Linked DNA regions of Mus musculus: all the other regions are linked to region 5. The links are chromatin contacts, called in public HiChIP or PLAC-seq maps. All regions are on one chromosome and are shown on one strand. Each heading gives the region's core, a stretch centred on a gene start, on an enhancer-like site or on the middle of the called end of the contact. The rest is flanking DNA. Distances are from core to core; before and after follow the strand shown. Region 1 overlaps Vps13b (vacuolar protein sorting 13B). Region 2 overlaps Vps13b (vacuolar protein sorting 13B). Region 3 overlaps Stk3 (serine/threonine kinase 3). Region 4 overlaps Vps13b (vacuolar protein sorting 13B). Region 5 holds the start of Vps13b (vacuolar protein sorting 13B).

Region 1 (2,799 bases), core at 189-2,688, 500 kb before region 5:
GTGAAAAAAAAAAAACAAAAAAACACCTCATTGTGGATGTTCCATACCACCACCAGATCTGAATACTAAATTATCATGGCTACAGAAATGAAATGAGATCTAATTTGGAAAAAAAAATAGCTTGTGTATATGAGTGAGAAGGACAGAGGAGAGGGAAAACCGATAAGATTTTAGAAACTATTTGTTTTGATGTTTGGTGTACTGTTACAACCCTGGGGCTTAGGAGACTCTCTCTTTCCAGGCTGAAAGGCTTTCTTCTTTTCTTCTTTACTTATTTAAATATACTTTTAATTGGAATTTAATTACATCATTTCTCCTTTCCTTTAACTTCTCCCATGTTCCAGTCCAACTCTCAAACTGGCAGCCTTTTTTATTATGTATAGGTGAATCTATATACCCATATGTGAATGTATTAACGCAGCCTGCTGTGCATGTCTTTGCTGTCTGTGCGTAAGGGGTTGTATACAGAAGTGGCTTGCAGAGTCCACACAGTAAGCCGTGTGCTTACTGTGTGCCTTACTGTTATGGAGAACAGTAAAAGCTTGGTGGAATGGTAAAAGATTTTGTGTCCAGTTTCAGAATGCAATTTCCTAATAGCTGGTGGAGATCAACAACAGAGAGGGTTACTAGGAATGAGGGACCAGGCCTCTTGTTTAAAGTATTCAAGCCAAAGCTGAGGGATCATTTCTTAGACTTGCTAGGAAATGTGATGCATGTCTGGATGACCACAGTAACTGAGTCAGAGGATGGGTATACATTTATCATAGAACAGTACAACCACTAAGAACTCTTAGGGCAGACAGGCACTCCAGCCTTAGTCTTATTGATACCACAGGTAGATCATCTCCTATATCTTTTAGAAATACTCATTTGTTTCATGTTTATGTCTTTGTCTATTTGATAATGTACAGAGTGTTTTGTCTTAATCCAAATTCTAAATATTTTCCAAAGACTTGATGAAGCATGATCTTTTTAATGAGGCCTCTAAATTCCCTTCACACTTACTGCCAGTTTTACATGAATTTGCAATTTGGGAACAAAGCTCATGTCGCACTCTTGGTATGTGGCATTTTAACCTGCCCTTGTGTAGGCAGAACTCTGAGAAGTAACGGGTTAATCAGGACCCTGCTTCCCTGCTTCCTGGCTTCCTCTGCAGTAAGTTCTCCTTCCACTGCTGTCGTCCACAGGAATGAGAAGTGCAAGTTCAGGTCCCTGATTAGACCCAGTCCAGGATGGACGACAGGGCCTACTTGCCCTCTTGCCAGTTGCTGCCTGCCAGTTTCATGAGAAAGGCCCCGTGGCTCCATTAGAGGGGTGCCCCTCTTCCAGGAGGAATGCTGTACCTATCATAGCCTCAGTTCACATAAGCTCTGCTCTGCTTGTTACAATCCAGATGCAGACGTATATGTTAAAAGCCTTACAACAAACTCAGTTATTGTGTGTGGTGAAGCCAGTCTTCAGATTTTTAATACTTCCTTTTTTTCCTTTCTACTTTTGTCATATGCTGCACACTTGAAAAAAATCTTTTAGAAACCACATTTTCACATCTTAAGAACATAGAAAAAAAAGTGTCAGATACTTTTTTCCCTTTGCAGTCTTAGAACTTCAAAAACAGCCAAAAGGAAGTTTTATAAAATACGTAAAAATATGTGCTGAGAGCTAAGGTTTTACATGCCAAGAGTTAGACTGCAGTGAATTTTTACTGCAGTTAATATTAACTCTTAGGAAAAGCAAAGCTTGGTGGAGTACAGGCTCAGTCTGTCGCAGGAGAGGTCCCAACGCTTTCATACACATTATTCTTGTGTGTACACGCATGAGAAGCAACTCTTGGGTATCCACTGGTGGATTATCCAAGAGTCTCTACTTCTCTTTACTTCTTTTCCTTCTCAGGAAAGGCCTTTGGCTATTTCACAGCTCATTAGCACCTCTACCAGAAGGCAGGTGGTGACAGGGAGAAAAGGTGGAACTAAAATCAGTAAATTTTACTGCTCGCGAGCAACTCTTGTAAAGGACGAGGGACAAAGGATCATCAGCACTAAGTGCTCATGTGCATGGTGTCAGAGGGCAGATATACATAACTACTGGTACATGCCCCGTATTACTTGCTCACATTTAAGAGTCATGCCCAGGCCTTTAATCCCAGCACTTGGGAGGCAGAGGCAGGTGAATTTCTGAGTTGGAGGCCAGCCTGGTCTACAGAGTGAGTTCCAGGACAGCCAGGGCTAAACAGAGAAACCCTGTCTCGAAAAACCAAAAAAAAAAAAAAAAAAAAAAAAGAGTCATGCCCATTAATTATACAAAAATTCAGGTCACGAACACAAGGACACTCACCTGTTTTTGCACTCCACTGAGTGCTCGGACTTTGATGATGAGTGAAGCGGTTCGACCCTTGTACTGAATTGTTCTAATAAATGTACCGGCATGGTCCACAGTGAAGGGCTCTGACCAACGCCAGTTACCCCAGCCTTCAATACAGATGTGTAACAGCTGGAAAGAAAAACAATAATCGTCATAATGCCAAACATGCCAACAAAAATCTAGTCCTAAAATGAAAGTCTTGTTGCTGGAAGACCTCTCTCTATTTGTAATCTCTAGCATGTGTTTTCTTTCTAACCTGCATTATTCATCGACTTCCAGCTTAGTTCACCAGGCTAAGAATAGCAAATATGCCACAGAATCAACGTTGTTTTCCAGATCACAGTTTGAAATAATGATTCTATCAAATGGCAAAAGGTCTGTTGAACATTTGAGGAGGAAAAAAAGCCATTTCATTCATTTGGAGGACAAGAGGTTTAAATG
Region 2 (2,700 bases), core at 159-2,658, 480 kb before region 5:
GGATCAGCCTTTCCAGATGAGCTCCAGGAATCCTGGTGCTGACTCTGCAGGGGACTAAGTGTCTTTCTGTTTTGCTTTGTAGGTTGAGCCTGTAGCTGGCTGTGTGTGGCTACTAGAGTGTACAGCCACGTGGTATTGTAGTTACTTGGATGCGTATTTCTTGCCACTGATAGTGCATTGCTGGGATGCAGTGACCATGGAAGGCTATACAGCTAGTGCTACTATGGTTGGGCTTGCCTGGTGCAGGCCTTGTGTGTGTGTGTATGCCTCTACTTTTGTGACTAATTAAAAAAAACAACAAAAGAAACAAATAGAATGAGACAAAGAAACAAATGTAACATCCTCACGTCACACAGGGCAAATGAAAACTCTAACATGGAAAAGTTGCACAAAAATTGGAAAATATATATGATCTAGGGTAAAATTATGAATGCAGTATCATATTGTGTGAGAAGCTTTTAAAAGAATTTGTACTAAAAGGTACTGGAGAGACGGTTCATTGGTTTGGTTCCCAGCATCTCTGTCAGGCAGCTCATCTCCAGGGCTCCTACACTTTAGCATCTGTGAACACCTGTACACATATCTACCCTACTCACTCCCACATATATTAAAAGTCTTTTAAAAGAGAATTTGTATTACAAAAGCTTAGAGTTTTAATGTCCTGTTAGATTAATTTGATTTAAAATTAAGATATTTAAATGAATATTTCATTGTATCTACATTTTCAAATTTTATGAGAATGGGGTGATTTCATGTGAAAAATCTCAAGATAACTAAAAGACAGGAATCTAGCTCTTAAGGTACAGACAAGAAAAGAAAGGAGGTGGAGTCTGAAGTGGAACAGACTCTGAAGCTGGCCTATGACCACATGGGAAAACTTGCTCTCTAATTGAATGACTTGCTTTTAATCACAAGCAGATAATAGTTTATTACCCAGAGTTTTAGAAATACACTATTCTTGGGAATACTTCCTAGGACTTCTTTTTCTCATTTAAGACCACATCTTTGCATTTAATTCATCTGTAGACTATCCCTGCAGGGCACATCTCTCTAATTATCCCCATCTAAAGTGACAGAATGGAATTATACCACTTGGAAAACAGACATCCTTTGCTGTGTCTTTTCTCAGTGCTCCTCAGGGCAAAGTTTGTCATTGTGGTCACTGTATGATTCTGACTGTGACTTTCTGCCTTTACTGTTGACAAGCATCTGCCTGGTACATCTGAATAGTGGTTATTTGCCCAGCACCTGTGCTGACTGCATACCGAGCTCTAGTCTAGCTCCTTACACAGAGCAGGGGCTGTTCACCCCCATTCTGGGAAAAGCAAAGCACAGAAGTACAGCATGCTTGTCCAGCACAGGACAAGAGCTCTGCTCTACAGGCCTGTCTCTTTCCCCAGCAGTACCCATGCTTACCAGGGAGCATGGCCTGTGAGCATTCCTGGGTCTCCATCAGATGCCACTACACAGGGAAATAACCACACACAGACATAACTGCAGAATAAACAAATCCCCAATCGGAACAATGGCTGTTTGTAAGACTGATTCGCAAATACCTGTGGGGATTTATGAGAACGCCAGCTGTACTGGTGACTGTGGAGACTCGCCAAAAGAATATTTTCATCAGTATCCACCTGGCCAAACCGCAGTGTCTCCTGTGTGTCATTACAGATCACAAAGTGGCTGAAGACCAACTCTTCTACCTCAGGGCATTTGTTCTGGAAGAAAAAGAATATGAAAGCCAATGTGCGTATCAGATTAATTGCAAGATGTTTGGCAGCTGTCTGCCCAGTGGCCATTGTTTTAACACACAAACGTTAAAGCATCTGCTGTCATTAGCTCTGGTATACAGAATATTCTATACTTTTAGGATAAGCACAACAAAAATATCTTAAAGACATTATATGTTCCAGGAATGTGTTTTGATTTATAGTCCTACAAAATAAATCATACACACAGAAGAGGAAAAGAACAATGAGATCCCACAAACGTTTAACATTTCTTAAAACGAATTAACATGCTATAAAGAGTGCTGTGCTGGGCTGTGCACATTTCTGAACAGAGTACCAGAGGCTAGAATTACCATGTTCCCAGCCCTCTAAACTCTACAATCAAGGCCAATTACCAAAGCCACAGTTTGTACCCTACAGAAAGTAAGGATCATTTAGGTTACTACAATCCTGGGTCCCTTAAGAGGGAGAGAGGGAGCGTGTGTGTGTGTGTGTGTGTGTGTGTGTGTGTGTGTGTGTGTGTGTGTGTATGTGTGTGTGTGTAAATCTGCCCAGGGAGAGATATAAATAAAACCATAACTTTCCCTCTATTGTTAAGAGGCTGAACAGATCAACTCCAGAACCCATTTAAAGGCCAAGTTGCAGTTTTTAAGAGGATTGGTGTTAGTTGAAAAGGTTTCCAGTATCTGTTTCACTCAGCAATGGGTCAGTAGCTAATATGTCCCATAAGCAGTAAAGGATCATCTAACTAGCATGAGGTTTCTATGCTGATACCTTTTTCTCAGCCTAATGAGTCCCTACTAGTTGTGACATCAAAATCACCGGCTGCACTGTCTTTATCACCCAGGTTGTAGCATAAAAGCAGTCACCATGGTTTTAGGAAACTAAAAGCATAGCTAAGAAAGCGATCCCCTTGAGGATCTAAACTTCCAAGTAGCTTATCAATTTGCAGGAGGTAACAGAGTAGACA
Region 3 (2,700 bases), core at 135-2,634, 350 kb after region 5:
TGCAGCTCCTCTTACTTCTCCTTGAGTAGACTTTGGCTCTTTTTTCCCCACTGCTGTCCTGCAACTGTCCATAGAAGATCTGTTTGCCACCCTTGCCTCTTTTGACTTCTTTGATGTCTCATTTCTTGATTTCCCCCACCCCCATGGCTGTCGATCTTGAGTCCTGTACTCATTTTTAGTTCCTGTCTAGATAATTATTTTCTATATTGTTGAGACACTTAAAATCTAATATTCACACATTTGTTTCAAGCTTTAATTCAGTATCTTCCATTGTTTTTCATACTACCAGTTGCCAAATTCAAGAGTCTGGAAAATAGCTTTTGTCTAATCTTCCAGTTTTATTAGTCAAGTTCTATTGACATTTTCTTCCTGCCCAGTCCCCATAGCTAGAGATAATTCAGACTTCCATTACTCAGTACTTACTAAATGCATTACTCTTCTAGGAGTTCTTTATTCCCATTTTTCGGACTTAGTATTTTTCCCTCTGCATTTCTACATCACTCTAAATAGTAGTCCTCCATTTTGTCTTCTCCAGAGTCAATTTCACAACACTGCTAGATTTATCATCCTAAGTCACACAGATCATCCTGTTCCCTTCAAAACCTCTCCATCAGGAAGCAGTTTTACAAGTGTGAGGCTAGTTAGTAGTCAGATTCTTAAGAGTGTTATAGAAGGCCTTTGGCTCTGAGTATCTTTCTGTTTCCGTGCCTTTCGTTTTAGCCACACTTTATTTGTATGTGCTTCTAGGTATTTATCTTTGCCCCCTTTCTGCTCAGTGTTACGTTGTTACTTACAGTTTCTTCCATCTCTCCTCTAAACAGTCTCCATTGAGAACATCCTGAGCTTTCCCACCACCCAGTAAACCCCAAGCTCAGACATTTCATTATATTTGGGTGACTTTTCTAATTATGAGTTTATTGACACAGATGTACAGCAGCTAGTGCATTTTTTTTTGTAAAGGAAATGCAATGTTTTGTGACATGCAGGTATTAATGAAGTTAACGCTCTTGTATAAAATGGGAGTATTTCGATTTTCTTTGCACATGTAGTAACTCAGAAGGGAGACATGTCTCTGTTCATTGTGGAGTACCACCTTCTGAGCACAGCGGCCAGAGTGTTCATCAGAGCAGCTAGCTGTGACTTCTTATAAGAGACCCCTGAGAGGAGGAGGAGGAGGAAGAGGAAGAAGAGTGGGCCATCAGACTCTCACCTGAGAGTCTGTCTACACTCTTCTGTACCTCCCAGCCACCATATGTCGTACTGCTCCAATTGCATGTGGCCTCATGGTATTGGGAGGTTTACAAGGGCAGGTCTCTGTCTGTCAGATGTGGAGAAGTGGATATACATCATGCAGTGAGTATTTTTCATAGTCAGGCTTCTATGTATAACCCACCCTGACTCATGCCCAATAAACTTATTGGCTTCCCAACTTGGACTTTGGTGCATCCTACTTAAGTTATGGTGGATGACCTATAAGGGACAGGGACTCAATTATTCACATGTCTTCAGGGAAAGAGTTCTTACAATGATGGGGTAAGTCAATGAATGTGGTACTGTACACCTGGAACCCTAGCACCCAGGAGGTAGAGGCAGGAGGACCAGAGTTCAAGGCTATTTTAGATACATAGAAAGTTTGAAGCCTGGGCTACATGAAGCCCTGTTGTGCATGTTCGTGTGTGTAGGTTTCCATAATGGAACTGAAGGGAAGAGGGGCAGTATCAGCTTCATCAGTTTACAGCTGCCATGTGTTCAGCCCTGACTCAGGCCACGCATGAATGAAATCAAAAGAAACGAGAGAAGGGACCAGTGTTGCACTTTTCTTTTTCCCTGACAAAATGTTTCTTTTATTCACTTTATACTCATAATTCATCATATTTTATTTTTAGCCTAGTTTGGTTTTGAGAAATAAAATGGAAATCCTTTAGGTTAGCATCTGAAATGCTAATTTTAAACTTTACTATGGCACTTGTCCAGTAGAATCTGTTAAAAATTTTCCTGTAGGTCAGATCTAAGTTGAAAAGAATGAGGTAACTTTAATATGAACCCAGATTGTAATACAGTCTTTCTCTCCAGTGAGTTGGCAATTCACTATTCCATTTGTATTTTGAATTGGGGAAGCTGAGTTAATATGGATGTTTGCCAATGACAACAAATACTGGCAAGATAGTCCTGTTCTCTGGGCCTAATTATGTGGTTTTATTATAACATTTTTCACATAGTTGTTGGTACTTACTAGTCTTTCAAGGTGGATTGACTTGTTTGTCAATGACTCATATAAATTTTATTCTTTCTGAAGTTAAATCATTTCCTGCCAAGTCTTCTATCTTCCTAAGAAAGCCAGCTAACGTGTGTGTTTATGAATGTATATGTGTATATACATATAATATTCATTTTATTTAGCTATCCAGTTCCATCTCTTTGTAAGATTTTATATATTTTAAGTCCCCCCTGAGAAAGGCTAAGATGTAGGTATAGTGATTTATTCATTATTTATTCATTTGTCTTTTAGTGCTGGGTATCAAACTCAGAGCATTGGGCTTGTGAGGCAAACAGCTTACTACTGCTGAGTTACCCTCCCAGCCCTGTCTCATTTGTAAGTGCTTTTTCCTCACAGTGTTTTAGACATTGAGATATAACAATAAATGAAATGCATCCAGCCTTTTGCAAGGTACTTATATAACAAAAGTATTAAGTTGTATA
Region 4 (2,720 bases), core at 132-2,631, 330 kb before region 5:
CAGCAACGCTACATGAGAAAAACAAATCTTCCCTACTCCTATTGTATTATCAAGTATTCTTAACAGGATTATTTAATAGATCCACTTCAGTTTTTCTTCCCTCTACTCAGACCCCTTCGTGGTTATAATCATATTAAAGAGACAAATGTGAAACCTATTTCTAGACAAGGTGTTATCCCTGTAAGTTGATTTCTTTCTTTGGCAGGGTCTTGTTATGTAGCACACATTTGCTGTGAACTCTCTATGCAGCCAAGCTGGCCTCAAACACACAGTCATGGTTAGTCCTTGTCTGTGTCTCATCTCCTGTACTATTTTAAAAGCATTTCATTTGATGACTAAATTTTTCAAGGATTCCCACATAATTAGAAATTTAGGCTTTTATTCTTGATAAGACACATCTACGAGGATTGATGGAAAATTCTAGGACAAGTTCTAAAAAGTTAAATTACAAGGTAAATAGTACGGAAATCTGTTAAGTTATTGAGTGTTTGCAAACACCTTTCCAAAACACTGCACTGGGACCTAAGACAACTTGGAATGGAGAGCTATTCCTAAAGCACAGTGCAGCTCCTAAGTGTTACGTATCAGTTACTATATTCCAATTTGACTGGCTAGAAATATTTTGTCAAATGCTACAAACTGTTGTAAGCTAACTCCCAAAGACACATTGTGAAATATTAAATAACTTAATAATCAAAGATAACGAGGAAGTGCTTATGAAGGTTTCCTAACAGTATTTATCTTGATTCTACAGTTGCTGAGAAACACAAAAGGCATTACCTATTTGAAACAATACAGTGTAACCCTATTCTTAGACAGTACCATGTTTTCTGAAGTTACACTATCCAAACTGTGCTCTTGTCCTGAAGTCAGTCTGTCCAAAGCGTGCTCTTGTCTGACCACAGCAATTCACTGAGCTGGCCACGGCTGGCTAAGAGTCTTCTTGATAATCTTAGTACTTCACACAATTCTATTACAGCATAAATTATATCATTCTAAAATATAAAATTCAATCATACTAAACTGTAGTATTAATATCAGATTTTTTAGAACACTATGGTTATATGGTGGACTGCATATGCCTCGGTTTCCACTAAATTATGGGACTGAAAATGTTCTGTTCCATTGAGATGCCCTGGTAATGCTAATGCCACCTAACAATGAATTTCTCACATTTCTGTGACATGAGCTTAAAGAAGCCTACTATACTGCCATCATATTAAAGTGCACTACAGTACACACTACTATGCCACACAGTACATGATACTTGATTATATAACACTGACACTATTTTCACTGCTTTCTGTGGTGACAACTCAGAAGGAAGGAAGGAAGGTTGGGACACAATTAAATGGAGAAGCAGGTCTAGCTCTAAGTCACTGGTTCCTTTTTGGCCAGGCTGCCAAACAACAGTGACTCCGAGGGCTTGTCTGGCAGATGATCATGTGGGTGCATGGGGGCTTTCAAGGGAGAGAACTCTTACTTTTGCGCTGTATCCTTATTTTAGTTGTGTTCTGATGCTTACCACAGGGTTATGGTAAACAATACAGTTTTGCTCCCCTTTTACATGTTGTATTCACTACCTTTCTTGATTGTATTATTTTCTTTTATATTTGGTTAATAATGGCCCCCAAACAATGTGATATCACACACACACATGTTCAGCAGGCTATACCATCTAGCCTGATACACATTCATACTCCTATGAGAAGAGTGTTTAATGAATGGTACACATACTTCTCAAAGGACTCCTACACATAAGTTATAGTGATACATAGCTATATATAGGTCTGGGAGTCAGACAAACCTGGGACCAAGTCCTATACTTTGGATAACTGTAAACCTTTGTTAAGGATATTCATAAAATGGAGTTAATTATTCCTCACAGTGTCAGTATGAGGATCTGAAAATGCAGTCTACCTTAGAAAGTAGCAATGCCTGGCACAAAGAACATTCTTCAAACTAGGCAGGTGCTAAAGGTCTGTAGCTTTTACCCGGTGAAGAACTCCTAGATGGACTGATCTCTATCATTGTATAGGTAGGGATGTGTCCTCACACACCAAAGATGATCCTTAAACGTGCAGTGATAATTGTTCTTCCTATACTAGTAATAAAAATTAACAAGTCACATAGCAGACTGAATTAATGATTGTCAGGATGCAAATACATGTTTTTGAAGACTTTCCAATACTGCACTTTGTAATTTCTTTCACAGACTCATTCATGAAGCCTTTGGGGTTGTACATCCTCTATGTTGTCAGCTGAGCATACTGTAAGTAATATTTAGTCTCTGGATGGACCTCCTTAAAATGGAGTATTCATATGCATGGCTAATACATTATTGAATGAGATGATGTACCGAAAACAAGAATAAAATGCTTTATCCATGTGTCTCAGTAAGGGTTTCTATTTCTGCACAAACATCATGACCAAGAAACAAGTTGGGGAGGAAAGGGTTTGTTCAGCTTACACTTCCACATTGCTGTTCATCACCCAAGGAAGTCAGGACTGGAACTCAAGCAGGTCAGGAAGCAGGAGCTGATGCAGAGGCCATGGAAGGATGTTTCTTTTTGACTTGCTCAGCTTGTTTTCTTATAGAACCCAAGACTACCAGCCCAGGGATGGCACCACCCACAAGGAGCCCTCCCTCCCTTGATCACTAATTGAGAAAATGCCTTACAGCTGGATCTCATGGAGGCATTTCCCTTCTCTGTGATAAC
Region 5 (2,754 bases), core at 171-2,670:
GTCTAGTCAATCTGAGGATCCATGAGTGATGTCATTTCTCCTGGTAAAAGGAACAGAACTTTACATGTGCGTGCTCTTGCTGTTTTTCACACTCGCCCACTGACCCAAAAGAAGAACAAGCATGTAATGTTTCCCCGTTTCATATGACATTGTAAGAGTGTGCATATTTGGCAGTGCTTGAGAACTGAGTAAACAAGCTGAAATTTCTATCGGCTGAAAAAATGTTGGGGAATCCTAACAGAATAAGCCCTTACGAGGCAAAAAGCCTTGTATTTGTTTGTTTGTTTGTTTGTTTGTTTTCTATAAAATGAAGTCTCTAACTACACAGTAGGCAAAACACGCTAACAGGAAATTTATTATCATTCAAAACATACTAGACAGGCTATGTCTATCAAGACGAAGATGTTCCGATGGCAGCTGTACTGCTTACCTGTTCCAGAACGTCCAACTTTAACTCGAGTTTGCTGAGAACCACGTCCCCACCCCATAGTGAAAGCTGGAGATCTGAAGGTTTTAAGTTCTTGATATAGCGATTCACATAACTCATTAAAATTGGAGTTACGTACGACTCCAGCATCTTCAAATTTAAGCGTCGAAGTCAGATCCTGAAAAGGGTAAAGACGGAAATTTTGTAAGTAACTGAATCGACAGGCAGCAACTGGAAATGCACTTCTCAGGAAGCTTGGCAAGGCCGCTCTCCCGGATCGCCCGCCCGCCCTCCGGGTCCGGGCGCGAGCTCCCCGCTAACTGAGCGCCTCACCTGACGAGGAGTAGGCAGAGAGGCTGGAGGCGGCCGGCCCCCGGGCGTGGGAGGACAGCACGTCCTGCTTCACTCCTACCCTAGCGCAGCCCAGCCAGAGGCGGTCGACTCCCGGAACGCAGGCGGATCTCCGGCCATAGGACCGAGCTGGCGTCAGGCCCGCTGCTGCCGCCGCCGCCGCACCCGCTCCAAGGTAAACACGCCACAGAGCGGCGGCGTGCGCTCTTCCTCCGGGTACCTGGCGTCCGCCGCGGAAACGCCTCACGCGTTCCGCGCCACTTCCGGGTGTGCGGGCTTCGCCGTCCGTCAGGTTTCCGCGGTGGGGACAAGGACCCCGCGCGTCTGCCTGCCTGGGACGACTCCGGCTTGGCTAGGCCGGGATCCCCGCTGCCACCGCTCTGGGTTAGGAATTAACTCTACGAAGAGCTCGGTGCGGGATGCGGACCGGTAAAGTGGAAGCACCGGCGATCCGGAAGTGGCGCTGCAGGGACACGGCGATGGCCGGGACGTGACCCAATACTGCCCAAGAGGCTTAGTAGTCGGAGGCGGCAGGAACGCAGGGTGCCGTGGAGGCGGGAGAAGTAGCCTTCGTTCTTCAAGCCCAGAAAATTGAGAAACGGTTGTTTTCCGTGGCTACTGGAAGAACTGGAAAGAGGAACTGGGATTCGGTAGGGTGGAGGTCAAAGACAGGTGGGAGGAGCTAAGAAAGGCGGAAGATTTAAATTTACTGCTGAAGTTTTTTTGCAAGGCCGGGAAAGTGGACGTGGGTACACAGTTGAGATCAGGGGTGAACAGCTTAAAAGAGTGAGCTTAAACCATACTGTACATAATCTCGTTCTCAAAGCAGAGGTGAAATAGCCCCTAGTTAGTGTGCATAGGGTGCATGGAATGGAGAGGACTGGCCTACCGTCTAATATGGAGGTCCCCAAAAAGCTGAGAGAATGTGAAAATAAGAGTCCTGAGCCAAAAGTGAAATAAGTGGTAAGGACAGTGTGGATTATGTTACGATGAAATAGATGTATAGATGTTAGTAGTGGTAACTTGTGGGCTAACAGCAATAACTCAAACATCTACCTTAGAAGATAATAGACTGAGTGGATAGAAATAGCATGGGATATGCTGCCTTTTTTTTTTTTTTAAACCAGCCTCTCTTAATTTTAGGTAACTTTTGAAGAAAACATAGTGTCTTGAAAATAGTTTTCCTTTATAGGTTATTCAATGCCCACTCATAAAACTTTTGAAATTAAAAAAAAATACTATTTCTTGAGAGAATTGGAGATTGCTATAGAAAATGGTATTCGTGAGACTGCCAAAGTTCATTTTAATAGTGAAAATAATGAATTAGATTTCGCAGGCAGAAAAAACAGCAAGCAATTGCTAATTCACAGCAGCTGCTTCCTCAAAAGCCTTAATAAATGACCATGTAATGTGAATGTTATGAAAGCCTAATTAGCAAAATAAACATTTTTCTTGTTACCCAAAATACTTGAACAGCAACTAGGTTGAATCCATGGCTGAGAAGTTTTAATATTAAAATTCCCATAAATCTATACATGTGTGACAATCTAATAAAACACTATCAGGATGTTACTCAGATGCTTAAAATAATATATAGAGTGCTAAACATGAAGTTTTTCTTTTATATCCAGAAAAAAGGTGCCAAATCCCTAGCCTAAAAACATTATCTGGATACAATTTGTTTGTTTACTAAAAGTTAATCATTTTCAACCCATGAGTGTTGTTCTATAATCAAAGTAAGTTTAATTCATTTGTATTATTATTGTTTGTCAAATGAGTAGGCTTCTCCAAAGATCCTCTGTTCTCACATCTTTTTTAAGATTTATTTATTTATTATATGTAAGTACACTGTAGCTATCTTCAGACACCCCTGAAGAGGGCAGCAGGTCTCATTATGGATGGTTGTGAGCCACCATGTGGTTGCTGGGATTTGAACTCAGGACCTTCAGAAGAGCAGTCAATGCTCTTAACCACTG

What was found. HiChIP or PLAC-seq counts read pairs in DNA pulled down with a chosen protein or histone mark.
Region 1: an H3K4me3 HiChIP or PLAC-seq map of bone marrow-derived macrophages shows a contact between it and region 5, with 4 times the contacts expected there. The contact joins the enhancer-like site here to the promoter of Vps13b in region 5. A contact is called at or near these places in 6 of 39 promoter capture datasets (cranial neural crest, hematopoietic stem and progenitor cells, hippocampal neurons and 3 more), 7 of 115 datasets of contacts at active chromatin or transcription factors (acute myeloid leukemia, bone marrow-derived macrophages, embryonic forebrain and 4 more) and 3 of 9 other capture datasets (adipose tissue, liver and macrophages).
Region 2: a contact with region 5 is called in an H3K4me3 HiChIP or PLAC-seq map of bone marrow-derived macrophages, with 3 times the contacts expected there. The contact joins the enhancer-like site here to the promoter of Vps13b in region 5. A contact is called at or near these places in 3 of 39 promoter capture datasets (HPC-7-derived erythroid cells, cranial neural crest and hippocampal neurons), 4 of 115 datasets of contacts at active chromatin or transcription factors (bone marrow-derived macrophages, embryonic stem cells and forebrain) and 2 of 9 other capture datasets (liver and macrophages).
Region 3: a contact with region 5 is called in a CTCF HiChIP or PLAC-seq map of the NIH/3T3 cell line, with 9 read pairs. The contact joins the enhancer-like site here to the promoter of Vps13b in region 5. A contact is called at or near these places in 1 of 39 promoter capture datasets (HPC-7-derived erythroid cells), 1 of 15 datasets of contacts at CTCF or cohesin (the NIH/3T3 cell line) and 2 of 115 datasets of contacts at active chromatin or transcription factors (the SCID.adh cell line and vascular smooth muscle cells).
Region 4: a contact with region 5 is called in an H3K4me3 HiChIP or PLAC-seq map of bone marrow-derived macrophages, with 5 times the contacts expected there. The contact joins the enhancer-like site here to the promoter of Vps13b in region 5. A contact is called at or near these places in 1 of 39 promoter capture datasets (cranial neural crest), 2 of 484 Hi-C or Micro-C datasets (the N1E-115 cell line and nephron progenitors), 4 of 115 datasets of contacts at active chromatin or transcription factors (the 230-238 cell line, bone marrow-derived macrophages, embryonic stem cells and 1 more) and 3 of 9 other capture datasets (adipose tissue, liver and pancreatic islet).

The regions. Positions count from the first base shown.
Region 1 is chr15:35,868,975-35,871,773 of GRCm38.p6, reverse strand. Vps13b (vacuolar protein sorting 13B) reads right to left here. Exons shown (of 62, transcript NM_177151.4): 44 at 2,332-2,487. The region is part of intron 2 of Gm41292 (a long non-coding RNA gene); the gene reads left to right. Among named protein-coding and RNA genes, the nearest start is that of Gm41292, 17 kb to the left of the region's middle. Within about 2 kb of position 1,438, at least 15 of the 459 cell types and tissues checked have an H3K27ac peak or open chromatin away from gene starts, as enhancers often do. A contact at or near this core is called in bone marrow-derived macrophages, where this site is marked.
Region 2 is chr15:35,845,864-35,848,563 of GRCm38.p6, reverse strand. Vps13b (vacuolar protein sorting 13B) reads right to left here. Exons shown (of 62, transcript NM_177151.4): 43 at 1,557-1,718. Among named protein-coding and RNA genes, the nearest start is that of Gm41292, 40 kb to the left of the region's middle. Within about 2 kb of position 1,408, at least 21 of the 459 cell types and tissues checked have an H3K27ac peak or open chromatin away from gene starts, as enhancers often do.
Region 3 is chr15:35,020,440-35,023,139 of GRCm38.p6, reverse strand. All of the region lies in intron 6 of Stk3 (serine/threonine kinase 3), which reads left to right. Among named protein-coding and RNA genes, the nearest start is that of Gm52204, 110 kb to the right of the region's middle. Within about 2 kb of position 1,384, at least 37 of the 459 cell types and tissues checked have an H3K27ac peak or open chromatin away from gene starts, as enhancers often do. A contact at or near this core is called in the NIH/3T3 cell line, where this site is marked.
Region 4 is chr15:35,704,357-35,707,076 of GRCm38.p6, reverse strand. The region is part of intron 33 of Vps13b (vacuolar protein sorting 13B); the gene reads right to left. Among named protein-coding and RNA genes, the nearest start is that of Mir875, 45 kb to the right of the region's middle. Within about 2 kb of position 1,381, at least 13 of the 459 cell types and tissues checked have an H3K27ac peak or open chromatin away from gene starts, as enhancers often do. A contact at or near this core is called in bone marrow-derived macrophages, where this site is marked.
Region 5 is chr15:35,369,784-35,372,537 of GRCm38.p6, reverse strand. Vps13b (vacuolar protein sorting 13B) reads right to left here and starts at 1,420. Exons shown (of 62, transcript NM_177151.4): 1 at 761-1,420; 2 at 431-605. The coding sequence starts at 577. LOC115488525 (a long non-coding RNA gene) reads left to right here. Exons shown (of 2, transcript XR_003951638.1): 2 at 378-2,310.